Linked DNA regions of Mus musculus: regions 1, 2, 3, 5, 6 and 7 are each linked to region 4. Evidence: chromatin contacts called from public Hi-C, HiChIP or PLAC-seq and Micro-C data. All regions are on one chromosome and are shown on one strand. Each heading gives the region's core, a stretch centred on a gene start, on an enhancer-like site or on the middle of the called end of the contact. The rest is flanking DNA. Distances are from core to core; before and after follow the strand shown. Region 1 overlaps Stk39 (serine/threonine kinase 39). Region 2 overlaps Stk39 (serine/threonine kinase 39). Region 3 holds the start of Stk39 (serine/threonine kinase 39). Region 4 holds the start of B3galt1 (UDP-Gal:betaGlcNAc beta 1,3-galactosyltransferase, polypeptide 1). Region 5 has its middle 180 kb from the start of Scn7a. Region 6 overlaps Stk39 (serine/threonine kinase 39). Region 7 overlaps Stk39 (serine/threonine kinase 39).

Region 1 (3,662 bases), core at 290-2,789, 760 kb before region 4:
GTCAGCTCAGGACAGTCCAAGACCAGGCTGTCAGCACAGAGGAGATTCATTTGCCTTAGAAGGACAAAGGGCAGGGAATAAGAGACAGGAGGTAGAGGATGGAGGAGAAGGGAATGAGGGAGAGGGGAGGGGTGTTTGTGCTGCTGGGTAGAGAGGAGATCGGCATGGCCCTTAGGAAAATGGCAGTTTATAAAGGTGAAGGGTATCACCCTGCGTTAGGATTAATCAGATACCTTAACTAGGTGAGCCAAAGGGAGCTTTGGATTGCTGGACTTCAATGCTTTGATAGTTGGACCTTGGTGGTCACCACAGGAGGAGGAAGTGGCCAAATAAGAGAACAGACCTCGGTGTGGTGTCTCGTTTTAGGAATATAATCTAACTCCCCCCCCCCCCCCCCCGCCGCCTTTTTTTTTTTTTTTTTTAGCAAGACAGAGGGAATTGGGGAAAAGAGCAAGGCTTGCCCAGTGTCATGTTCACTAGGCCCTGCATGGCTACAGTCCTTTCAGGATATCTCTCCAGACTGTATCCCTGTCATTAATCAAAGCTTATTCTCGGTGAAAGGTTTACCAAGGTAGCAGTGTTGACTGTCTTCTTTGAACATAGGTTTATTTGAACCAATGACTCAGCCCCTAATCTTGGTAGGTGTCTTCTCATAGCATGAACCTGTCACCTAAGCTATCGTGGTTCATGTACTTTAGTCACTTCTCATTTTACTCTTTCCTCTGTTCCATTTCCTTAAGGATTCCACTTGGGGATGCTAACCGTTTCTGTTAGCAAAAAGCCAGAGGATGCCAGCACTGGTATCGCTCTTTTGCTGGGTACCTGCCTTTTGTAAATCCCAGTAACGTGGTTGTAAGGTGTAGTAAATGGTTCAGTCAGGCAGCAGCCAGAGAAACAGAACCAGTAGGAGACCCAGAAAGAGAATTACTACACACACAGAGTGGGCGCATTCAACTGTGGAACTGCTGAGGGTAGGCTGGCGTCCACAGAGCCGCCTATCACAAGGGGCAAGCTGGGCTCCTGAAGCAGGATAGAAGCTGTGCCCGGGGCAGTTTCTTCAGAGGAGTCCTGGCCCAGCTTGGAAGGCTTTTTTACTGATTGGATCAGGCCAGCCAGTTTATCAGGGGTAACTTCCCTTGATTTGATTGTGGGTTTTAATCACATAGACTCAGCACCTTCCATGGCCTCACCTAGATTACCTTTTGATTGACTGTGGACTGCGGTATACCCAGGTTGACACAAGACAGTGGGAACTGCCCTCTGGAAGCTACAGTAAGCCTGCAGGCTCACCTTTCTCAGTCCCCAGCTCTCCTTGTGGAATTGAGTTCCCTTTAAACTTGCTGCAGAATCCAGGCAGCTTCTTCTCTGTGCCAGAGCCAAACATTATTCTCTCCTTTTCCCTTGGCTTTATGAGAAGGGTGTCTTCCCGATTTGAGTTATTTGTCTCCCCACGGCCGAGCGTTCCCATTGTTCTTCATTAGCTGAAGTTACATATCAGCTTGGCACGCATTCCAGCAGAAGCCTCGGTTCGCAAAGACAATGGTTGCAAAATTGGATGCTGCTTCCTTTCGTGGCTGGTAGCGGCTGTCATTGTTCTGTGTCACCCTCACTTGGAGGAATGCCATATAGGGAAATTGATGGGATTAACACAGAATAAGAAGTCTAATTGCCTCTCTGTTCTGAGCTGCCTCTTTGAAAGACTTCCCTACATTCTCTTTGAAGGCGCTACCCTTTCATGTTGGCTTTTCAAAGTTACAAAATTCTTTTGTCTCTACACGAACAGCAGCATTTATTTATTTTTTTAATTTTCACAGTAGAACACGCTACAGGTTTATGAGGAAGTTCTGCTAGGTGTCCTTCAGTGTTTGGAAGCACCCATTATTAACTTACCAACATCTTCCCAGGCTTTTCTAATCGCCGGCTCTGCTGCGATTTATGCTGTAGAGATAGGGATGCTAGGTTTTCTCAGGGCAGTGCGAGCTGGAGTTTAAAAGGTGTTAATAGGAATCAGTGAGGATAAGGGCCAAAATTTAGCAGAAGTGGCTTATCTCAGCCTAATAGCAATAAGCTATTTTTTTTCCTTCTTGATGTTTTAATGTGCAATAACATGGTCAGATGGAAATAATTTGTAAGTGTGAATTAAAATGGGATTTATTTTAGACCCAGCGCATCTACAGTTGCAAGAAGCTACTTGAGAAGTAAAGTACGGTCAGGTCTGTGGTCGGGCATAGTGGGACTTAACAAATGCAACTTGCTCATCTTCAAAGAGTCACAGTGTTCAGAAGGGGAAAGGGAATTGAATGAATTCCTTATCAGCCCTTACCTTGATTATTCCTTTTGTGTGCCACATGACCATAAGTAGAGTGGCTTCAGACAGCAGCAGTTCTTTTTGGAGATCTCCTGTTTCCCAAGGGTCAGGAGTTAGGGAAATCCTCGGCCTGTTGCTGTCTGGCCTCGTAGAGCTGTGGTTGCATGGGCTTCCTGAAGCTGTTTGGTAGCCCAGAACCTGCAGAACACACACAGGATGCTTGTGTGGTTCCTGAGCACCTTGGCCACAAGTGTTTACGTGACTACAGTGAAGTTCCATGAATGAACGTATAGGGTATATAGCCACATCGTTGTTTTTTCCTGACCTAGGCTTAGCAGCGGCGCTTTCTCGAGTCTGCTTCGTTCTGTCAGCCCCGAGAGATGCACTAGCTTACAAAAATCAGTCAGATTCAGGCAAAGGTGCTGGACTCCAGTTAGGTTACCCAGGCTGCCCTTGAACTCATAACCCACAGAGGCCTTCAGGTATCTGTCTCCCTGACATAGCCTCCTGAGTATCTGAGAACATGGACAGACAAGTCAGGTCAAAGTACGTGTCATGCAAGTTTGAGTTAGCAGAGGCAAGAAAGAATGTAATTTTTATACACCCCGGCTATGGTGTGTCTAAAGGGATAGAGTGGAGAGTGAGTCCTGAAAGTGTATTGTCAGGACAGAATCTCAAGAGATTTGAATGTTAAATGCCTGGAGTCATCCCATGGGGTCAGAGTGAGAAAGTAAGTGTGTACTGCTCGACAAATATGGAGGCTTGGAGATAAGCTCTCATTGTGCTTATTGGGAAAGGCAGCACCGGTGCTGAGGGGGACGGTGGTGGCAGTGCATTGTGGGAGGGGAAGAGGTAAAAGCTGCAAAATGAGGTGCTTGATAGACTTGGCTGTGAGGAAGAATTAATTCTATTAATAATATCGCCTTTCAGGTCTTGGGTGTTTATCATGAGGCAGGAGTCCTGCTGACAGCTTTAGCTGATCATGCCCTTTGGCTGCTGTGATGGACGTGGTTGACGTGAGGCAAAATCTAGAGGTGTTAAATCAGATAACATTGGAGAATTGTTGGAATGAAGATGCTCATAGAGAACTCTGAAATTTAGTTTTCAGGCCTTGGTAAGGTGCTTATATCCAGCCATGGACTTGGAAATCAAAACTCAGACGTGTTGTGCTCCGAAGTCATCCTTCAGGATGGAAAGGGCGGCTGAGGAGGAGGCCTGTGGACTCACAATGACACCATTTTGTGACAGTGCATAGTGGGGAGAAGCAGCTATGTTTATGGCTAAGACAGAACAGAGAGCAGACACAGGCAGAGGCGGATAAATGATGGAGGGCAAACAGAATGAACACAGAATT
Region 2 (3,736 bases), core at 308-2,807, 690 kb before region 4:
GTGAATTAGATCAGACATAAAGCATCACCTGGTCCCAGGCATGAAAGCTGCTCACAGTGCCCAGCTCAGGCGAGGAGTAAGATGCAGAGGCTCTGAGGGTTTGTTTGCCTTGGATGCTATGGATACTTTGGAATTCAGAGCAGTAATGGATATGCAATCTCGAGACTGTCCCCCAAACCACCGAGTCATGAACTTCCAAAGGACACACTTGTGTATGAGTCACATCCCAACTGAAAAATTGACCAGATTACACTAATGCTTCAGTCAAACCCTGGAATGTGTTTCCACCCAGGGACCAGTGGCGTGCACCCCTTCCATGTATGTCCCAATCACTTTTCAAACCCACCGCTCTTCTCTCTACCACGTACACACCTGCCAGCCGCACCAGCCTGTAACACCAGCAAACTACACTTGCCTGCCCTCCAGGATGGCCCTTCTGAACGTGCACATAGGCTTGCCCTGTGTCTCCGGGTGCTTTGCCAAAGTGCCTTCCCTAACTCCCCTTCCCCGGCTCTGTCTTCATTGCTTCATACTTTCTACTTTGTCTGTTCATATATAGCATCTTATGCCTTTCAATTATGTTACTATTTGTAGGATTTCTTCTTGAACATAGTCCTCCCTCCCTCCCTCCCATCCTCCCTTCCTCCCTCCCTCCCTCCCTCCCTCCCTCCCTCCCTCCCTCCCTCCCTCCCTCCTTCCCTCTCTCCTTCACTTATTATTTCTAGATAGTTATCAGGTAACATCTCACTATGGCTGACCCCAAGCTTGTGACCCACCTGCCTCAGCCTCCCAAGTACTGGCATTAAAAGTGTGCTTGACCACACCAAGCTAAACATTAGTTTCTTTTTTTTATTTATTTTATTTTATTATTATTATTTATTATTTTTATTTATTTATTTATTTGGGGGGGGTTGTTTCAAGACAGGGTTTCTCTGTGTAGCCCCGGCTGTCCTGGAACTCACTTTGTAGAGCAGGCTGGCCTCCAACTCAGAAATCTGCCTGCCTCTGCCTCCCGAGTGCTGGGATTGAAGGTGTGCCCACCACGCCCGGCTTAAACATTAGTTTCTTAAAGGCAGTCGATTTTATCTGTGCTCTGGGCTGATCCATGATCACTGCTGAAGTGCTTTGATTGAAGTGAATTCCCCCACAAACGCGTGTCTGTAGCTCTGCTCTGGGAGCTACAGCTATCTCAGAACCTTTTCATCAGAAAAGAATCATAGTGAATAGATTATAGTGGCATGTTCAGAATCTTATTTTAAAGATAGTAAAATTCAAGTAGCCTTTACAAAATGAACTAAGTTTATATGAGGGAGGCTGCGCAGAAAATAAAATAGCCTTTCATTCGCTTTTCTTCAGCTTCTGTGATATAACAGAGCTAACATTTAAATAGATTAAAAATCTGTTTTTTCCCATCAGCGTTTCTCCTTTGAGTTGGGCAAAATGCTTACGGTAGCATGAAAGAGCTGAAAAAGGCAGTGCCCCGTGGCATGGAGCAGTGGGTGCCATGGCTTTTACTACAGCAGAGCAAACACACATTACAAAAGTCTGATTACCTAGCTGTGGGGTAAGCTGCCTGGAGAGCGCAAAGCTTCACACGGCACAGTGTGGATTGAAGGAAGGCCGCTGTACAGCCCAGAAAGGCTGCTTTCATGGAGAACAAGGGTAGGGCAAAATTTATGCACTGTTCGTAGGTGGAAATCATAAACCCACCCCTGTTATGTTTAAAGTTAACACCACCTTAGGCAAGAAGCAGGCAACACTCTCAGGCCTTGTGTAAATAGACATGCAGAAGACAGCACTGCCTTCTGGCTGGCTGTTGCTTAAAAAAGTAAATTCGTGAGGCAAAAAGAAAGTAGATGATATGCATGTATAAATTTGCTTATCTTGTCTGCCTAGGTTGGCTATAAAATGTAAATAGACAAGAGCGGAGTCCTCGTTACAGTTATTTTAAAGAGGATTACCAAGAAAACTGATAGGGAGAACTCAGAAAAATCCCCTCTCACCCCTGAGGATCAGTTAGTTACCCATGGGAAAAGAAGTCTCCCTAGGAGGTGGCTACGCAGAGCCACGTGGCTTTCTCTGTATTATAAAAGTAGTTCTAAATTTTGCACTGGACTTGTGCAAGGTCTTTGTCATTTTCTTTAATGGCTTTTGGTATCTCACCAGTTGGATAAAGGAATGGGGTTTGTAAGGAGAATGCAGTGCTCCTCAAAGCTGCCCACCACCGGCAGGCAGCCTGCAAGACTCAGTGCAGAGGCCAGGGGCCAGATGCCCGAGCTGAGGACTGGAGGCGGGTGGGCCGGTTCATGTGTGAGCCTGCTGACTGCTGTCACTAGGGTTCTCTGCCACCCTGCCTGGGCTCTCTTTAGGTGGATTTTGAAAGCAGATGTTAGAATGTCTATTTCTAAAAGGGGAGACATATTTCTGCATTATTTTATGCAATATTACTGACACATTTTGAGCCAGGATGTTATGAAGCTTATTTTAATAATGTTTTATGAAAATAATGTTTTTTAAAATTTAATACTTAATACTAATAAATAGATATGGCCTATTTGAAAATACATATATGTCCTTGTAAGTTGGCTGAGGACTTTGAGAGATATTGTTCATTATTTTCTGAAAGACTCATTTTCTGCAGGACTGCATGTAAAATCGGCTTCCTTTGTAAGAGTCTGCAGAAATGCTTGCTCCCTGCCAGCCCTTCACACCCATCAGCTGGAAGACACACGTGTGGAGCCTCAGAGCGTGGGGTTTTATCATTGTATGGCATGCGCCCGCCTCTCTTCATGCTGTGCTTCTGGTGCTGGGACCTGTCTTCTCAGCTGTGGGCTCTCTCTCATCCTTACCACTCAATATGGTGGATAAAGAAATACACGTTATCCCATTTCACAGATTTACCCCTGGAGCAGCACATGAATGGATGATTTAGGACAGCGACAACATCGCTGCTCCCTTTAAAATGAAATTATGATCAACAGGAGTTTGGTTTGCATTTGTGTGCCGTTCTCCCTTCACCCTCTCTCCGCCTCGTTCTTATCACATGACTTTTGGGAAGGAAATCGTCTTTTCCACTAGGATGTTCTTGAGTTTGGATGTTTTGGGGAGTCCAGACAGTGAGATTCCTGTATCATGATCTCGTCTTACACTTCTTACAGGTGTGAACTTCCAGGCTCCAACCTCAAGTCCCAGCAGCAGGAGTCCTGGGCAGAGAGGCTAGGAATTAGCATTGTTCATAAGCATCCCAGGTTCGCCCTATTCACATGGGGGCCACCTTTACTTTTTGTTTTCAGTATCCTAATGCGGGCTGTCCTTGTTCCTCAATCTCTGTGGCTTCACAATGTTATTATTCTCCTTTGCTTTTCTGATTTGCTTGGTTATCTTATCTGCTTGGAAGTTGGTATACTTTTTACTCTAATGAATAGTTAACATTTTTACAAAATTAAAACTAACCTTGTTGGGAATGGAGAGATGTCTCAGTAGTTGGGATCGTTTTGTTTGTCTTTCTAGAGGGTTTCGAGTCAATTCCTAGCTTTCACATGGTGGCTGGCCCCGCCTATAACTCCGGTTTCAGGAAATCAATACCCTCCTCTGACTTCCTGGGCCACCAAGCATGCACATGTTACAGAGACATACATGCAAGCCAAGCACATACATTTATTTTACCTTAGAAAATACTAATATTACCACTCATGGCATAGCAGACCCTGCATGGAGTTTCCTCTTTTGTTTTTCT
Region 3 (3,546 bases), core at 544-3,043, 910 kb before region 4:
CAGTCGTTCTTTGTGGGAAACCAAGTGGTCTGGGGTTGCTGCCTCGATTCTGTGAATCATGTTTTCCTAGCATGTCTTAAAGGCTTTCCTGGCCTTCACAATCCCATTTCACGATCAAAAGTCAAGACATAACTTCATATGACAACGTGGAGGAATGCTCTGTTAATCTTGTCTCTTTTTCCTTTAAAAGCAGTCCTTAAAAGTTCTTTGGATGAAATGGGAGCAGCTCAGGGAGAGGTAACCAGTGACTTGGGATAACTGCCCTGTTCATCAGAGGCCTAGAGTTTGTTTATGAAGTAGTCTATTTCTTGACATAAATTAAAACAAATATGCTGGCTTTTTAAAAAATAGTATATCTGCACAAAAGGAAATACAAGTTCTTAGCAGCATAAATATTAGCTCTTTGAGCAAGTCATGCTAGTTGCTAGTTTATCCATCTGTCCCATAGTGCCCTAAGAGGTTAAGTAAACAGTTAACGTCATTGCTTTTGCCAGACAACTGGTTTTTCTCCTAGCAAATGTCTAAGTTTCTTTTGAATTATTTTTTAAAGAGTTTAAGGAGATTTTTATTTTTATCCCTTTAAGAGTTTCATGGCTCTCCTGTGCTTTGTTCTTTCTCAAGCCTGGCTGTCTCGTGAGAACCAGCCAGCCTAATGTCAGCCACATAACGAATACGCCTATTGAGTCAGAGTACCATTCCAGCCTGAGACAAGAATCTTTTAATAGTGGTCACCTCTGTGAGGGATGAGAGTTGAACATTCAAATGTGACACCTGCAATTAGAAAAATCTCTGGTTTTGCCACAGCTATTTTAAAGATGAGGTAATTTGGGGAGTGTTGAAAAAGCAGCATTTATTCAAAACTTTCCATTGCAGTTAATTTATGCCCCAGTAGGTTCATAGTGTTCTGTCAAGAAACTTGCTGTCTGACCTTAGGGTCTTAAAGGGTTAATGTGACTGTTTATGTATTCATTTGTACTTGGTATCGAACCAAGGACCTTAAGTGTATTAAGCTGGCACTTTACCTCCGAGCATGGTTTTAAGCACATAAAAAGTGCTGGGGATAGAACCATAGCATGCTAGGCCTGCGCTCTGATTTTGTTACACTCCTTTCTCCTCTCTACTTCTTGTAACTTCACTGCCCCTGACATCACCTTCCTAGGGTCCAAGTGTCTTTGAACAAAAGAGAAAGCCGGGGATTTAGGGAGTCGGGTTTCATTTCAGAGCAGCACTGGCGATTTCATTAGGCAAGGTGCGAAAGGGCTCCTGCCAGGTAAAGCGCCGGAAAGTTACAAGTTGGGTTATTTTTTAACCGGCGTCCTACAAAACCGACGCCGTGTAGGTAGGTGTCTCCCTCGCTAACTTGTAAAAGAACTCCAGGTTCTTTCGCTCGCTCGGGGAGAGTTAGCAGGCTGAGAATCTGGCAGCCGTTCAACGACCCCGCCCTCGGAGTCCCAGGGGGGCTTCTTCGGGAGAGTGCGATTGTCTAGGGCGGAGGCGCGGCAGGGCAGGAAGGGAGCGGGGCAAGCCCCGAAATCACCCCCCGAAGCCGCCCGGCTCCCAGCGCGTGGAAACTTCCCTGGCGGCGAGCAGGGCGGGAGGGGGCGGCGGTTCCCCTCGGCGCTGAGAGCACCGTGCGCGCGAGGATCGGGGCGCGCGGCGGGCGCGGCGGCCGCCGCCTCCTCCCGTCCCCGCCTCCGCGGCGCAGCCTCCTCCCTCCGCCCCGCTCGGCCTCCGGCTGGCTCCCTCCCCTCGTGGCAGGCTCCGGCGGCGGCGGCGGCTGCGGCGGACGGGGAGGGCGTGCGCCGGCCGAGAGGTGTGGGCGACGAGGCTAGGGAAGTTTCAAGTGGAAGGTCGTCCGCCGGCCGGCGCGTCCCCTCACTCTCCTCCCGCAGCATCATGGCGGAGCCGAGCGGCTCGCCTGTGCACGTCCAGCTTTCCCAGCAGGCGGCCCCGGTGACAGCGGCGGCGGCGACGGCCCCGGCGGCCGCGACATCAGCACCAGCCCCGGCCCCGGCCCCGGCTCCGGCGGCGTCCGCAGCCCCGGCCCCGGCTCCAGCTGCTGCTCCAGCCCCGGCCCCGGCAGCTCAGGCGGTCGGCTGGCCCATCTGCAGGGACGCGTACGAGCTCCAGGAGGTTATCGGTCAGTGCGGAGGGTGCTGCGGGGCCGGTCCAGGCCGGGCGCCGAGACTGGGCGGGAGTGGGTGCGGGATGCGGTTCTCCTGCCTGCCTGCACGCCCAGAGGCAGAGCGGCCGGCTTCGGGGCCTACCGGCTTCAACAGTTATTTTATTGTCTTTTTTAATTTTTAATTTGTCCCTTCCTTCCCTGAGCGCGGCTGCTGCAGGAGGTGGCGCGGCGGATGTGACTCGCACTGCAGACGAGCTGCAGGCTGCAAACTTTTATCTCCCGGATCGCCGGGGCGGCGGAGCTGGAACCCAGTAACGCCGCATCCTCCTCCCCCCTCGAGCCCTGGGGCCGCAGCTCGTGGCCGCTGACCACGCGGATGGGCTGCCTGGGCGGGGTGGGGATGCGGGGGCGCCGCCCTGGGCTTCCGCGCCCCCGCGCCGTGCTGGGTGAAACGCGTCCTGGGAGACCCTGCGGGCGCAGCCGCGCCTCTGCCTCCTGCCATGACCTCTCGGTGGGTAGCCCAGCCACGTAGTAGTGGCAGAGGCCCAGGCGCCTGCCCAGACCAGGGAGGATGCTGGCCTTCTTCTGACAGCCGCCGCATGCTCGCCCTGCAACCCGGCTCTGCGCGCGGTGCGCCCGGTACCTGCCTCCCTCCTTGCGGGCGCGCCGCCTGCTGCCAGCCCCGGGGCCGGTGAGCGGCCGCGCTGGCCTTCTGCCCTGCTCCGGGAGGATCTGCTGGGGTGAAACTCGAGGCTGTCCACGATCCGCGCCCAGCCTTTCGGTGTCTCCTAGGCAGCTCACTAATACCATCTTATCTTACATTTTTAAATACCTGGCAAAGTCGAAAGGCAAGAAGCCCGCGTTACTTTTCTTTGAGCCAAACACGTGTAGGGCCAGGATATTTGTGGTGTCCTCTAGCTTAGAACCTTACCTAAAGGTTCATTCACTTAGAAGTTTTGTGCCTCACCGATGCTGCCAGGCAAAGTGGGCCCCATCATATAACCTTATGAACTCTGGACTGGGGATGTTGCTGGCTCATAATCTTGATATTTAAAGATGGGGACGGGGGGAAATTCAAGTTATCTTTTTCTTTCATTTAAAAAAGATTTCTCTATTTTTCCCTTGAACAATTATAATTAACATAATTAATATAATTTCACTAGACACTCAAAGGAACCCCTTTTATGTCGTGTGTGAATGAGACTTCCAGCAATGCATAAATATACATAAATATATACATACATATATATGTATATATGTATGTATCTATTTGTGTGTTTGATAGGCAGAAATGTGTATATGTGTAGTAATTATGTACTTTGGTATGCAAAGGCTGCTTATAGTCTTTATAGACATTTATAGACAAAATTCTCCTAGTATCTTTCATAACTTTTAGCTAAAGACTCTTCAGGGATGGATCT
Region 4 (3,770 bases), core at 325-2,824:
ATGAAGTTTCGAAAGGAGAGATCCTTACGGAGACAATAGATCCCAGAGAAAAGTCTCTAACGTTAAGTTTGTGCGTCCTATACAGGGATGGGGGAATCACTGTCCTGAGCAGCGAGCTCTAGACTCAGCCTGAGAGCACTACTCAGAAATAGCAGAGCATAATTGGTCTTCTGCGGAAAGGTTGCAGTGTAAGTGGAACTTGAAATGGCTTTACAAAACGGAACATGTAAGAAAAACAAAAAGAACAAAAACAAAAATCAGCATATGTCCTGGAAGAAGCTGGATATAAAAACCTGGTTCCCTTTGAATTAACGTGTTCCAAGTCTGGTAGCCCAGACCCCAGCAGGCTTGAAGTTTCTGACTGCGCAGCCGCTCTCCCAGTATCTGTCCCAGGACACACCAGTCCCAAACACGATGACACACCTGTCAGGGCTGCGAGGGAGGAAGTGCCTGCTCCAGGACATTCCTCCAATGTCCGCACTAGCACCACTCCACCTCTGCCCATTTGTCCAGTTGCGACCACCTTAGCTCAAAGGCGTAGTCCTCTGGAGTGGAATTCATTTCACCCCAAATCTGCGCTCCTGAAAAGTGAACTGAGCCTCCCACGCGGGGTTTCTGCCACCTATAAGTGGCCAGTCCCCAAGCCTAGCCTCTGGCCCTCGCCCCTTATCAACTTCTCTTTGCTTCAGCAAGGCTGATCAACCATTACTTTCTGCTCCAAAGTCCCTGGCGTAAAGTGAGACTTTGGGGAGCCTCGGTGAATGCGCTTCTCCCCCAGCGCGCTAGACCCAAGGGCTCCTTTTCATTAAGGCAATAAAGTTCAATTTGCCCGGCTCCTTCTATGCCAGAGGAGACTTTTCAATGCACCGAGTTCTCCGTCCCAGCGCGCTCAAAACATCCTGTTCATTCCAGCCCGGATCCTTGAAGGACATCAGTCTACATAAAGGGGACCTACTCCTCTCCTTTCAAAGTGCCCCAAACCTCGTGCGTGTGCGCGCGCACACTCATACCCACACTCTCTCACACACAATGCCATCCACGCGCTGTCAAAGTCTGTCACTGCCTAAGCCAGAAGGCAGGAGCTGAAGCCGCACCGGCGCGAGCATCAGCCTGGCCAGGCAGCAGAACTCGCTGTCTAGGTCCCAAACATCCTTGTCCGGATGCTCCGGCCACTAGGAGCTTGTAAGCACCCCAAGATTACAAGGCGGTCTGGAGAGCCGCACCTTACCCGCGGGACGCGCCGTCTCTGGCCGTTCTGCTGGCCCGCGGGCCACAGGGACGCTGCAGCCGGGGTCCCGAAGATGCTTATTCTCCGCTGCCGCTGCCCGGATCCCTGGCGCCAGCATCACTTCTCCCCCGCCTCCGCCTCCTCGTGCTCAGCTCGCGCGCCCGCCCCTCCCGGCGGCCTCCTGCAAGCCCCGCGGTGCTGGCAGCGCGCGGTGGACGGCGGCGGAGGCGGCAGCGGCGCCCGCGCGGGCTCGCTCAGCTGCACCAGCCGAGCAGCCGCGGCGGCAGCCGGAGCACCGGAGCCGGGTTGCGCTTCCCCGGCGACGGTTCTGGCCTCGGCGACTGACAACGCCCGGCAGCCAATCGCCGCCTCGCCCCGCGCGGCGGGGGGAGACCAATCAGAGCGGAAGGCCCAAGGTTTGCCTCCGCCTTTGCTCAGCAGGCTTGTTTCCGGGAGAGGATGCTGCTGGGGTGTGGGATGGAGGGGGAGGCAGGGCTGGGGCGACGGGTGGGGGACTTGGGCCCCGAAGCCCAAGCCCAAGACACAGGGAAGAAGCCCGGCCCACAAATGTGGACCCCGGGCGCTTTTTGTCTACCCTCGAAGAGCATCTTGGCATGACCCGACACTCCCGGGTAACTGTCCCCAGAGCCTTGGCACGGAGGTTCAGTGTCCTGGCATCACTATGCAGAGGTCTTGGGACCCGAGTAGAAGCGGCGCTACTGGAGAGCGAATCCCTGGAGGTGGTCGCCGCCTTGAAGGAAGCAAGCAAAGTCACCAGACAGCGCCCCCGTCCTTCTAGGTTTGGCAGCTGAAAAGTGGTACCTCCACTAGTGATCAGCCTGGAGATGTCCAAGGAAGGAGATACATTGAGGAACGTTTTTCAAAGTTCCTTGCAGAGTGGACCTTTCATGTTTGCTCTCCATAGAAACGTCAACCCCGCAGAACAACCACTACGGGAAAATAACCAAACAAAACCAAAGGAAACCAAACAGTGACTGTGTGAGCAGGCTAGTTAATTACCTAGCCCTTGCACGTTGGTTTTATTTACTCATATGGAGAGCATCAAGCCTAACTGATCCAAGAGGTTTTGCTTTAAGAGTTCGTGTGCGAATGTGACTGAACATTAAGTGACAATGTTTGATAGGAAACGGAAACAGAAACCTTTCTTGCCTGTCCTAATCTTTCCCTCAAACACTAATAATCTTTCCTTGTAGAGTATTTTAATTTTCCAGTGCAGTTATGCCAAAATCGCCATCAAAACAGCCCAGAGGACTACTTAAAAGCTTCCGCACTTAATTTCTAGAAACAAGGAAAACAAAATTAAAACTGTTTACACAAAGGCTTGTAGAAGAAAGGGACAGTCTCCAAATGACCCTTGTTCTCCAATGGAGACAGTAAAAGTCACCTCACAATGCTTTTTGTGAGTGTTTTTAAAAGAAAAAAATCATAGCTACATCATTTTCTGATAAAAATGACTTTGTTACTCGGTATGATCCTTTCTTTTTATTTCTATGCTGTTATTCATGTTGCTAGTTATTAAGGGGCTCGATTGTTTTTGCAATCAACACCACTCTTTTCTTCATTTACCTTTTTAGAAAGGAAGAGAGGGAGGGAGAGAGGGAGGGAAGGGAGAAAAATAAGAGAGAAGAAAGAGGGAGAGAGAGAGAGAGAGAGAGAGAGAGAGAGACAGACAGACAGACAGACAGACAGACAGACAGAGTGAGAATTATTATTTGATTTCCAGAACAAGCCATGCACAAACTTCTTGGACTTGTTACCATTTAGAAAAAGAAGATGCTCACTACGCAACAGACTTGCCTACTATTACCACGTTTTCAGTATAGAGAATATTCAGACCTTTGCTGTTTTCTGTGCCTTCCTCCTCTTCAGCCAGTTGACCCATCTTGCTAGGCCATCCCTTTCCAAACTGGCTGTGCTGACAGTAATCCCATTTCTTTACAGTTAAAAGCTGACATGTAGACCCTATTCCTTTGGTTTCTTTTTAATATGACGGTCTTGACATGGCTTCTCGTTTAAAATATATATATATATATATATATATATATATATATATATATATATATATATGTGTGTGTGTGTGTGTGTGTGTGTGTGTGTGTATAAACACATACATATATATACATGTATACACACATACACACATATATATATATATAGAGAGAGAGAGAGAGAGAGAGAAGTACATATATGTGTTCCTATTGCATAAAAAAAAAAAAACAGTATCTTCACAGACTATCCAAGGAACAAACCATGTAAGAAGGAAGCTCAGGAAAGAAAAGTAAACGTGTAATATATTCAAAAATGTGGAGGGAAGAGTTAATCTCTGAAAAAATAAACAGATCTTAAAGTTAGAAAGTCCAAAAGCAATAAGAAGCTGGTGAGAAAGCGCAGAAGGAAAATCGCATACCTCTAAGCCTGACCATCCCATCTCAACCCAGAGACCCACGTGTTAGGAGAGAACTCATCCTCTCTAGGGTACACTTCCACACCCACAACCCCACACATGAACACAGAAAATTAA
Region 5 (3,579 bases), core at 746-3,245, 600 kb after region 4:
CCACAAATAGAGTGAGAACTGCACTAACAGCATGCTCCATGATTCCTTTAGAAACTAAAAAATGTTCAAAAATTTGTATCTCTGATTAGCAATTGTCTATTTGGCCGACATGGGTAATAAAATTATAAAAATTATAAAGTTCAATGACATCTTCTAGAAATCTTAAAGGCCCCATATCGTAATAATGTGATCACTCAACTCTAGACTAGGTACTAGATTTCTACTTGCTACCTGTAGTCCTAGGTGGCAATCTGAGCATGATTACATAGTAACTAAAAGGACCAGCACTTATCACAGATTTATACATTGATCTAAATGCAGCCCAGGTGACAATTGCCTTGTTCAACACAACAAGAATTAGTATGTACTCTCTTTTTATCTTTCACAATAGTAAAAATTTCCTTCAGAGCAAAAAGGTAAAATAAAATAAAGGCTTTACAACCTCAGTAAATCAAATCTAGTAGCACAATAAAAATATTGCATACCATGATTAAATTGGGATGTAGCCAGACAGTAATGGCACCCATTTTTAAGGTAAATCTTCCATCAATTAACCTAATCAGGATAAGTTCCCACAAGCATGACCACAGGCAAACTTCATTTAGTTCATGCCTTACAAGTGTGCCTGGAGGTTTGTCTCCTAGGTGATTCCAGATCCTGTCAAATTGTAAATTAACACTAACCATCACAACTCCGCCTCTTGTTAACTGGGAACTCAAATCATCATCTTACAATAACCTTCTGCTCATTTCCCCATGATGTCATGGCTTCTAGTAACACAAAAATACCTTCAGTCTTATTTCAGAAGAGCCCAAATACTTAAAGATTCCTGGCAATGCTTAAAATTCAAAACTCCATGTTTCCTTTGAGATCAAAGCAGTACCTTATATGTGAGCATTAGAAGAGAAACACAAATAAGATGCTTTAATAAAATATTGGTATTTTAAATCAAAGGATAAATATTCCTACTTTAAAGGGAATAGCAAGGAAAAAATCAGACAAAAGCCGGAATAAAAAGCTGGGATGCTGAAAGTTCCTGTTATGCATCTGGAACTAGTGATGGTATTGTTAGGGTTCCAAATACTTGAAGAACTCAACTACCCCTCCAACTCCACAACATGCATAGCCTCTCTTAAGCATCCATCACTCCATGCCTACAGCTTTCCTCAGAGAATGTTCATAGTCCTGACATCTCCAACATCCTGAGGTCTCCATTGCTTGACTTTCACAGCTTTATTAGATGACTCATCAGGCTCCTGATAGGAACTTTTCATTTTTTTAAGTCTTTAGTGTCCTAATGATTTGGACTATCATTTCCTTATAGTGTAGTTAAGTTGAGTAGAAAAGAAGTAGTGACTTCTCTTGGTACTATTGAAGCCTGCTTCCCTGGCATAACTGTAGCCATTTTGCCTCATGCACCACAAGCCACTTCATATTACTGCTGACATTGAATATAGCTTGACTGCTGACACAGAAAAATAACTAGGCTCAGAACAGGATCAAGTTGACCACATATCCTGTTATGTTTTGAGGTTTGTTCTTGGAAATTCCAACTGCAGCCTTTACTTAGGACCAGTCAAATTAAACTTCAGACTGGACTGGTATTTCTAAAAATACCAAAACACTTGAGAAAAAGCAATCCAACCCCACAACCATCCCTGCACCTGCATGTGAGCTAATTGTGGGTTTTGCCTATAGAAACTAGCCCTGGGAAATGTTTGAGGTTGCAGTCTCAGCTCTTCAGTCTAGACTGCATCCCTGATAGATCAATCTTGGGGTGTGCATTCAATACACCATCTTTTTGTTTGAGACCAGAGTCTGTGTGGTCTGTGGGTGACTCCTAGATCCCAACATGTAGGGGGATCATCTGGGATCATACCCTACACTCTATCACCCCTCAGTTATTGAGGTGTGGACACCACCAAGCCAGCTGGTCCCTCTGTGAGGAGCTAACTTTCTTTTTCTTGGTTTGTCTTGGCTTGACCTTGTTTCTGGTCTGGTCTAGACCTCTGTTGATGCCTCCCTCCAAAAATAGAGAAACTGGACACACCATTGCTCTTCAAGTCAGGAGAGAGGGTTCAATTATAAACTACCCCTTCTGACTTGGGCAGGTCTCATTGGAGATGTCTAACCTACAGTGCTGGGTCTGTCTTTGAAATTTGGTTTTGTATTTGTCTTCCAGTTAAGTTTTTTTTCTCATCTTTTTTCCTATGGGAAAATCCTCTTCTACGCTAGACATGCCTCTTGAGATGATTCAAGAAACTGTAAGGATTTTCAGAAGGCTGCCACCATTTTGGCTGACCAAGTCATTCGAGGGCAACTTCATACCCTCTGTGAATTTGAATGGCCTTCTTTGGCACTGGCAGGCTGGATGAGGGTTCCCCTGACTCATCCATCCTTGTCTTCATATAGGCCACAGCTCTCAGGCATCTGGGACCTTGGCAGGTTCCCTGTGTCATGGCATGACATATTCTTATACCAGATAAGAGACACAGAGCTTTTATATTTATAATAAGCCTTAATTAGGACAAGAGCTGGCTAATTATCTATCATCTACATCGTTAGGTCCTATTTCCTTATCCATAATCCCAAGTTATAATTTGCCATGTTCTGTCTGGTCTACTCTTAACTTCAATTGGACAGCCCTCATGGCTATGCTTTTATGACTCACCTAATCCATGGTGTTTTACTTCTTCCCACCTCTGCCTCTTTCCTTCATGGTTCTTCTCAGACCTGGAAATGCCAAACCCTGCTTATCTCAACTCTGCTTAGCTATAGGCTGTAGGCATCTTTATTCATCAATCAGGGATAACTTGGGGAGCAAGGTCATATGCTGTCACTTGGGTCTACCTGCAGATTCTCTTGTTAATGAGTACTTGAGGGTACAACATTTAGCATTTCAATACAGAGCAAAAGACCAAACCTCAACAATTCCCCTTTTTTTAGTCTAATAAAAGGCTCTTTTACCTCTTAGATATAAAATAAATATGACTATAGCAATTTTAAAAACTATAAGGCATGTTATACCTTTATAATGTCCAATCCATTTATATTGGCAACTTAAATAACATATTTTATCCTCTATCCTATCTTAGTTAGTTTAGAGCTCTGTACCTAAATCATTTTCTGTCCTAATCTGTATTATTAAACTAAAAACATTTTCTTAGGCTTAGATCATCTTTTGAAATCCTAAATAATTTAAGATTATAGTAAGACTATGACTATTTTTCAACCCCATAGAAGACCTGGGAAGAAATAAATATTATTTGAGTATGAAGGAAGAGCAGAAATACAGCTTCCAAAGTTTACAGAAGAAGCAGAGACAGCTGCAGCTGACTGCCTGGTCAGTCCCCAATATTCTTTATAACACTGGAGCATCTATCTTTAGCCTTCTGGCCCAGAACATCTGACAGACCTTAAGTGAAGCAGGGATTATGAAGGATTCGCATACCTTGCCTTGGTGGAACTTAAGAGGTTAGTTTTTCCTTTTGCTATCATCTGGAAACTAGAGCTCCAGCCTTGTGCTAGACTTAAACCAATATGGTAAAACCTCATCCTGAGTCAGAACACTAGACCTTT
Region 6 (3,324 bases), core at 626-3,125, 730 kb before region 4:
ACTTCACTATCATTTTATTTTATTTTTGTTAAACAGCATATGCTGGCTAGTCTTAGTTTATTTATGTTTTAATTGAATGAGTCAAGACCTACAGTACTTAAACATATATGTTACGGAGCTGTAGTGCACTTGCCTGCCACCCAAGCCCTTGGGCTCAATCTCTGACACAGTGGTGGCAGCTGTTATTTGTCACTTGAAGAATTCTCAGGTTTTGGAGAACCCATGCTGTGTAATCAAGAGGACCTGGGTTTTATCCCTAGCACACACATATATTCCTCGATGTGGTATTGTATGTGTGATCTCAGCTCTAGGAAAATGAAGATGGTAAGATCCCTGGAGTTCACTGGCCAGTCATCCTCGTCTAGTTGGCAAACCCTAGGGAACAGTGAGAAACCCTGTCTCAAAAACAAACCCAAACTCCCGAGGAACAATATGGAAGGTTGACAGCTGGCCTCCACGTGTACACACACACACACACACACAAACATTTACACATTCAAGCACTGTACATACATTATATATTACATATTGCTTATACTGTGCAACAGTGATTGATGCTTGAGGAAAAAACAATCACATTTGCACTGAAGTTTTACTTATATAACCGAGTCAGAGTCAGAGCACATGGGGCCCTCGAAGAGCTGGTTGTGGCTCATGGGTTATCTGTGAATGCCAACATCCCTGCAGCAGCAGACATCATTGTGTGGCTGAGTCCTGCAGCAGGATCTAACTAAAGAGCCTGTACTGACAAACTGCAGAAATGGATGATGCCCTACTCATGATTTGCTCACCAGAAGATGAACACAGAGATTGGGGCTCATCTTGAAGTTTTGCTTTGGGCGGTGGCGGGGGTCGGGGGGTAATTTCTAAATAACATGTTATAACCAACCAGTCCTGCCCTGGTTTTCTTGGAGCACCCTGGGGTATTAGGAGCTGCCATGCAGGGTTTGATAGTTGAAAGAGATGGGAAATTGACTGAGTTCTTAGTATTTTATATAGCTCCCCATTTCACACACAGAAAAAATTGATTCTTAAGAACAGACACATTTACTGAATTTTTATATCGTGACTCACAGGATTGCTTATATGGACAGTTCTTTGTTTTTAATTGCCAAGGCAAGCCTCTTGGCTTGGAGAGGGATTCTGAGGGAGGGATGTTTGAGACTGGCAAACAGACGACTTGAAGTTAAATCATGGGTTGCCAGACTGCTCTCCCTTTGTGTATTGAGACAGCTTTCTCTGGCTATTCTAAAAACTCTCTGGATAGCTCATCTATTGTAGGTCAGAAGCCCAGTCTTTTATTTACATATTAATTCAGTTATTACCCCAGGTTCTCTTTTGATTATTCCATGAATCAGCATCCCAAGACCTTAACACCTTGATTCTTAGAAGACGACAGCACACACATTTTTTAAAAAAACATTGCAAAAGAATTCAGAGATATGTCTGCCTTTGTTAAGCACAGAGGGTAAGCTAACTGAGTGGGACCCCACCCTGAAATTACCATTCCTACCAAGTTGGAGCCCAGACCTAAATTCCTTTTGTCCCAGGCTGACCTTGAACTCAGGGATCCACCTGCCTCTGTAAGCGCAAATGAAAAAACTTAGCTGGGTGGAATCTTGCCCTGTGATCGCCACTCCCTAAATCTCTTCATCTTTTTCCTTAGTATCTTTCTGACAAGCTGGCTCATAACACAGCTGCTCCTGTTCATTAGAGAAATCATATTGCATTTTTATATTTTACATAGTTGAGAAGTTATATACTTTTGAACTTCAGTTTTCAGAACTTTTTCCCACAGCCTTATAGACTGCCCTGAAGGTCTCAGCATTTACCATTTTGCTGAGGCATTAGCCACATCCTCAACTCCAGGACTCATGCTGTCATTGATTATCATGGAGTCATTAAACTTAGCAGAAGGACAGTCCTCAAAGGAGGAACTTGGAATCATGTACATTATTACACAAACAAGCCTTATGCGCATAGCAGCCATCAACACCCTTGGAGGCTGTGATCCTGGGGCAGGAACCATGTGATGCTGTCTGTCCTGTACACGGACAAGCTGGACTTTGGTATTTTATATTACAGCCCAAAACACAGTTACTAGATATGAGCCATAAAAATCTCCAGCCAGGTTGGTACATGTGTATAATTTCTATCCTTTGTTCTTTTAAATACTTGCATCTAAAATAAGTCTGGAGTCGGTACTGTAGAGTCTGATGACCTTTTTTGTGGGGGAGATAGCAGAGAAGCCACACTGAGTGTGTGCATGCTTGAGCATCCTTCATCTAATGTGGATACTCCGTTTGGATTTCTCCCCTAGTGTTTCCACCGGTATCTAGTGCCTCTTCTACCTCTAGTCGCAAATGCTTACTCTTTAAAGAAGCAGCAAAATATGCTTCCTTCTCCAGACTTCTCTGTGACAGTGTGCTCCCCAGTGTGGCACTATCATTTCTTTAGATGAAATTGTCCCCACAGGCTCACAAGGAATGTCACTATTTGAAAGTATTAGGACATGTGGCCTTGTTGGAATAAGTGGGGCCTTATTGGAGGCAGTGTGTCACTGGGGGATGGGGGTGGGGTTTGTGGTTTCAGAAGCTGAAGCCAAGCCCCAGGGCCTCTCTCTCTCTTCCTGCTTCCTACTGATCCAGATGTAGAACTCTCAGCTCCTTCTCCAGTGCCATGTCTGCCTGTGTTCTGCCATGCTTCCCACCATGATGCTAACAGTTTAAACTTCTGAATCTGTAAGCTAGCCCCAATAAATTATAAGAATTGCCATAATCATGGTATCTCTTCACAGCAATAGAATTCTTCACTAAGACACCTAGCAGAACCATACTCTTCATCCCCTCTTTTCTCATTGAAAAAAAACTGAAGCTATGCTCTTCTAACGCACTGTACTTATTTGACCTTTAAGTAGCTAAAAAGTAGAATCCTTCATGCACATTTATAGTTTCCTCGGTCTTTTCAGGGGATGCACTGTGCCATGTTGCATGAGCAGTTGGTGCCAGGAACAGAGCCCTAATATCACAGTGATGCATGGAGCAGGGGATGCCCTGCTTTATCATGATTCCACTGTCAGTCCGACCACATGATTAGCAGGTGGTCTCTCATGCTGAACTGGGGTAGGTCACATCCTGAGATTCACACGTCTTCCATGAGCTCTTGCTCCACTCTTACAAAGCCTTTTGATGTCCTTGCATGCAAAACCACATCTTAAAAATAGGAGACACCTTCAGAAGTTTGGGTGACATTTAAGTCAGTGTTAATCACCTGATACTTTGACTGACAACATCCTGAAATTTCAACAAATGCCTTCATACATAT
Region 7 (3,300 bases), core at 536-3,035, 800 kb before region 4:
TGCAGGTGTTAATATTTCATTTCAATCAATTATTATCGTAGAACATGTCATACATACAGTGTAGATTTAAATTCCTGATTGCTAGCTAGCCCTTAGCAAGCCACACTGACATTTTATAAACAGCTTTGGCTATCTGACACAGTAGTAGATGTACTGATGTGTAACAGGCCTGCTACATGATTGTGAGTGATTTGTTTTCTTCATCTTCTTTTTCCTTTTTAGGTGAGAGGCTATGACTTCAAGGCTGATATGTGGAGTTTTGGAATAACTGCCATTGAATTAGCAACCGGAGCAGCGCCTTACCACAAATACCCTCCAATGAAAGTAATGACGCTGGGGAGACTCGTAGGGTTGGGACTGTGATGGGTTGGTGGAGGGTGGGGATGGGGGGGCATAGCTTCTTCAGATCTCCTGAACATGCTTATTTTTTGCTTAGACTTGTGAGGGTTTTCGGGGGAATTCGGCCAAGTTGAAGGCTGACTCACGTTCTCTAGTGCTGAGTTGACAGAACTGGTGCATGCCAGGCGCTCTGCCTCAGTGCAGTGTCGAGCAGCTAGCTGCCTGCCTCTGCCTTACCGACTCCTGAAAGAGCAGGATGATCTTAGGTCTCCCAGCACGGTCTAAGAGTGTATTAGAGTGAGGGCTGTTCCATTTGCAGATGGGTCCCAGGCTGCTTCCTTTTTTCTTTCGAAAATAAAGATCGTCTATTCCATTTTGAGCCCGCGCCCAGAGCGTGGTGTTGTGGCTCATCTGATGGAGTGAGTCACGGTGTTTTGAGGCACCATATACTTTGGGTACTATTTTCAGGTTTTTGTTATTCTCCTATCTGCTCTACCTCTGAGATAGCGGCAGCGTTTCTAATTTCCCCCAAGTAGACTTTGTCTTGAGGCTGCCGTTGTTCAGGGCAAATGATGAAGATGTTTCATCAAAACTCTGGTCTATGCTGGTTTTATTTTTCAACTTTTCGTCTTTAGAAATTTTAAAAGGACAGAAATCTGTTCATAAATAGATCCACTAACTCTAGCGGTGTTTATAAAATGTGCAGTGGGGGTGGAGCCTAGGGATAGAGCCAGTGCTTAGGGAATGTGAGGTTTGGGATTGAACCCTGTTTGTTTTCCAAACTCCCCCGCCCCCCACCCCCACCCGCACCTCCATGTACTTTCTTATTGTAGGAAACTTCATAGTGCCAATAGAAAGAGCAAAGAACAAATGATCTCTGTTAATGTTTTAGTGGTGTTACTTTCCTACTTCAAAACAAAACAAAACAAAACAAAAAATAAACCCTATTTTTTTTAATGGTTTTCCCAGGACTTCCTCAGGCAGAGCAGATAGTATTGCTGAGTGTACGCCCCACACCCTGTTTTATGCCTATTTCTGTCTAAGATTTTAATATAGTTAAAATGTCAATGATATACTCAATGCATGTATGTGCACCTCTTGATGATCTTTTTTAAGCAGAAAATTTGACGTTGACATGTAAAACATAGAAGAGATTTTTTTTTTTTAATGGAACATATACCAGAGGAACTCGAGAACCTCATCCTTTATCCATCATTTATGTTCTCTGTTTCTTTGTCTCCCGGTCTCCCCTGTTTTTCCCACATGAGTCTGGAGAGGCACTTGTTAATCCCAGCTTGTCGCTCACCGGGAACTTCTTTCAGGAGCTCACAGGAAGCCACATTCTCCTTCTGGCTGTTGTCTTCACAGACAACAGTCACTTTTAACATCCATCTATTCACACGCCTCAAAGTCTTCCAAAGGAGTCTTGACACATAGAGCATTTGCATAAATTAGGCCTGATTTATGCATTAAGGAGGTTCATTCATTTTGTAGGTCAATAGCATGCTATACAGTCTACTCGCTTTTAAATAAATGCTCCGCTTAGTGTGAAAGTTGAATTATTTCCTTTTTGACTTGAAACTGTACTTTGTTTAGTTTTTTTTGTAACTTATGATTATGATCCCGACCATCAGTATCTTATTCATTTTTTTTAACCAGTCCCCTATAGCAGTTTTCTCATGTTGTGTTCCCTTTACCTCCTGGGAAGCCCTGGCTTTATTTTTAGGGCTGCTGCTGATATGTTGCGGGGGCGGGGGGGTGGGGGATGGGGGGTGGGGGGGGAGTATATCAGGTTCTTTGCTTATGAATGGCCTTCACACTTGAATGTCCCTTTGTCTCCTGACCACCACTCTTTCCCAATCAGCCTGTGCTGCAGCTACGTGTTCCCTGAGGTCCCGGGAGAGCCAGCGACTTCCCAGGAAAGATTTTTTCCTGTGGCTTTGAGAGACCATTCTTAACGCACAGAACAAATTTTATAAGTTCTGTCATTGAGAATAACCCAAAGGATAAGGAGGGCGTGGGCAGATATGCTAGGAAAAGTGTGTCCCTTTCAGCACGCGACCTTAGGACCATTAAAGTCATGGGGGAAGCACGTCTGCAGTGCTTTGTGTGGAAACGCTGAAACTTCCACCGTCATTCAACAGAGGGCGGCTCCTCCTTTGTTTTGGCTGCAGGTGCTAATGCTGACTTTGCAAAATGACCCGCCCACTTTAGAAACTGGTGTAGAGGATAAAGAAATGATGAAAAAATACGGCAAGTCCTTCAGAAAGTTACTGTCACTGTGTCTTCAGAAAGATCCTTCCAAAAGGTATGCCACTTTTGGAGTGGGAGCGAGTGCCGGCCTTTGAGTTTCCGCAAAGCTGTGTTTGTGGATGAGAAGAACCTACATTAAGTCTGGCCTCTGTGCACCATCCTGTTAGTGGGAGGAAGCCTGAGGCTGCGGGGGGGGGTGGGGGGTGGGGAGTGGGGGTGGGGGAGAAGCCGGTGTAGCACTAGGGGGAGGGGGCAGGACTGGAGGAGGGTGAGGGGGGAAGAAGAAGCCATGGAGGTGGAGGAAGAATTGATCCTGCTTGCTTGGGGTAGGCAAGTAGGTACTGTCACCAAGAGAAAGTGACAAAGCAGATGTCAGAAGACGCTGGCAGGGGCGAGGGCAGCCGAGCTTGCAACCTGCACTAGGTAGGCTGAGCTGACCTCCCAGGACATCCGGCTAGCTCCAGTCTAAACCAGGCCAAGTTACTGAATTTTGCATGCGCTTCCTTTTAGTTGCAGAACAAGTTGTCTGTGCCATTAACAGATTAGCAGCAGATGAAAGTTTACCTAGAAAGATTAATCCTGTGAGCGGAAGCAAATGGCTTTAAATGAACTTAGTGTTTACTCTGTAGTCTTAATGTTACTGCCCTGCACGGGAACAACTGTCATTTTGAATCTGTTTCTTCCTTTTTAATCCCGGGACTTTGAAAT

The links. Hi-C and Micro-C count contacts between places; a contact is called where the count stands out from the background. HiChIP or PLAC-seq counts read pairs in DNA pulled down with a chosen protein or histone mark.
Region 1: a contact with region 4 is called in an H3K4me3 HiChIP or PLAC-seq map of forebrain, with 6 times the contacts expected there. The contact joins the enhancer-like site here to the promoter of B3galt1 in region 4. A contact is called at or near these places in 1 of 39 promoter capture datasets (neural stem cells), 1 of 484 Hi-C or Micro-C datasets (embryonic fibroblasts) and 13 of 115 datasets of contacts at active chromatin or transcription factors (the 230-238 cell line, SST interneurons, acute myeloid leukemia and 10 more).
Region 2: a contact with region 4 is called in a Hi-C map of cerebral cortex, with 7 times the contacts expected there. The contact joins the enhancer-like site here to the promoter of B3galt1 in region 4. A contact is called at or near these places in 3 of 484 Hi-C or Micro-C datasets (the N1E-115 cell line, cerebral cortex and forebrain) and 9 of 115 datasets of contacts at active chromatin or transcription factors (astrocytes, craniofacial prominence, embryonic basal ganglia and 6 more).
Region 3: a contact with region 4 is called in a Micro-C map of embryonic stem cells, with 2.6 times the contacts expected there. The contact joins the promoter of Stk39 here to the promoter of B3galt1 in region 4. A contact is called at or near these places in 5 of 39 promoter capture datasets (cranial neural crest, hippocampal neurons, liver and 1 more), 4 of 484 Hi-C or Micro-C datasets (the N1E-115 cell line, embryonic stem cells and stem cell-derived neural progenitor cells), 6 of 115 datasets of contacts at active chromatin or transcription factors (astrocytes, embryonic forebrain, embryonic stem cells and 2 more) and 1 of 9 other capture datasets (embryonic stem cells).
Region 5: a contact with region 4 is called in an H3K4me3 HiChIP or PLAC-seq map of the 230-238 cell line, with 9 times the contacts expected there. The contact joins the enhancer-like site here to the promoter of B3galt1 in region 4. A contact is called at or near these places in 7 of 484 Hi-C or Micro-C datasets (the N1E-115 cell line, cerebral cortex, cochlea and 3 more) and 16 of 115 datasets of contacts at active chromatin or transcription factors (the 230-238 cell line, astrocytes, craniofacial prominence and 11 more).
Region 6: an H3K27ac HiChIP or PLAC-seq map of embryonic stem cells shows a contact between it and region 4, with 5 times the contacts expected there. The contact joins the enhancer-like site here to the promoter of B3galt1 in region 4. A contact is called at or near these places in 11 of 115 datasets of contacts at active chromatin or transcription factors (craniofacial prominence, embryonic basal ganglia, embryonic forebrain and 8 more).
Region 7: a contact with region 4 is called in an H3K4me3 HiChIP or PLAC-seq map of embryonic forebrain, with 7 times the contacts expected there. The contact joins the enhancer-like site here to the promoter of B3galt1 in region 4. A contact is called at or near these places in 1 of 39 promoter capture datasets (neural stem cells), 19 of 484 Hi-C or Micro-C datasets (the AtT-20 cell line, cranial neural crest, embryonic fibroblasts and 9 more), 18 of 115 datasets of contacts at active chromatin or transcription factors (the 230-238 cell line, acute myeloid leukemia, embryonic basal ganglia and 9 more) and 2 of 9 other capture datasets (embryonic stem cells and pancreatic islet).

The regions. Positions count from the first base shown.
Region 1 is chr2:68,318,783-68,322,444 of GRCm38.p6, reverse strand. The region is part of intron 10 of Stk39 (serine/threonine kinase 39); the gene reads left to right. Among named protein-coding and RNA genes, the nearest start is that of Stk39, 150 kb to the left of the region's middle. Within about 2 kb of position 1,539, at least 44 of the 459 cell types and tissues checked have an H3K27ac peak or open chromatin away from gene starts, as enhancers often do. A contact at or near this core is called in forebrain, where this site is marked.
Region 2 is chr2:68,255,687-68,259,422 of GRCm38.p6, reverse strand. The region is part of intron 16 of Stk39 (serine/threonine kinase 39); the gene reads left to right. Among named protein-coding and RNA genes, the nearest start is that of Stk39, 210 kb to the left of the region's middle. Within about 2 kb of position 1,557, at least 18 of the 459 cell types and tissues checked have an H3K27ac peak or open chromatin away from gene starts, as enhancers often do. A contact at or near this core is called in cerebral cortex, where this site is marked.
Region 3 is chr2:68,470,228-68,473,773 of GRCm38.p6, reverse strand. It overlaps Stk39 (serine/threonine kinase 39), which reads left to right and starts at 1,793. Exons shown (of 18, transcript NM_016866.2): 1 at 1,793-2,140. The coding sequence starts at 1,897. It overlaps Gm13596 (a long non-coding RNA gene), which reads right to left and starts at 810. Exons shown (of 4, transcript XR_866392.3): 1 at 1-810.
Region 4 is chr2:67,563,493-67,567,262 of GRCm38.p6, reverse strand. It overlaps B3galt1 (UDP-Gal:betaGlcNAc beta 1,3-galactosyltransferase, polypeptide 1), which reads right to left and starts at 1,574. Exons shown (of 6, transcript NM_001379327.1): 1 at 1,229-1,574.
Region 5 is chr2:66,964,622-66,968,200 of GRCm38.p6, reverse strand. No RefSeq gene overlaps it. Among named protein-coding and RNA genes, the nearest start is that of Scn7a, 180 kb to the right of the region's middle. Within about 2 kb of position 1,995, at least 3 of the 459 cell types and tissues checked have an H3K27ac peak or open chromatin away from gene starts, as enhancers often do. A contact at or near this core is called in the 230-238 cell line, where this site is marked.
Region 6 is chr2:68,296,787-68,300,110 of GRCm38.p6, reverse strand. The region is part of intron 14 of Stk39 (serine/threonine kinase 39); the gene reads left to right. Among named protein-coding and RNA genes, the nearest start is that of Stk39, 170 kb to the left of the region's middle. Within about 2 kb of position 1,875, at least 8 of the 459 cell types and tissues checked have an H3K27ac peak or open chromatin away from gene starts, as enhancers often do. A contact at or near this core is called in embryonic stem cells, where this site is marked.
Region 7 is chr2:68,365,421-68,368,720 of GRCm38.p6, reverse strand. It overlaps Stk39 (serine/threonine kinase 39), which reads left to right. Exons shown (of 18, transcript NM_016866.2): 7 at 223-324; 8 at 2,514-2,647. Among named protein-coding and RNA genes, the nearest start is that of Stk39, 100 kb to the left of the region's middle. Within about 2 kb of position 1,785, at least 31 of the 459 cell types and tissues checked have an H3K27ac peak or open chromatin away from gene starts, as enhancers often do. A contact at or near this core is called in embryonic basal ganglia, embryonic forebrain, neural progenitor cells and 2 more, where this site is marked.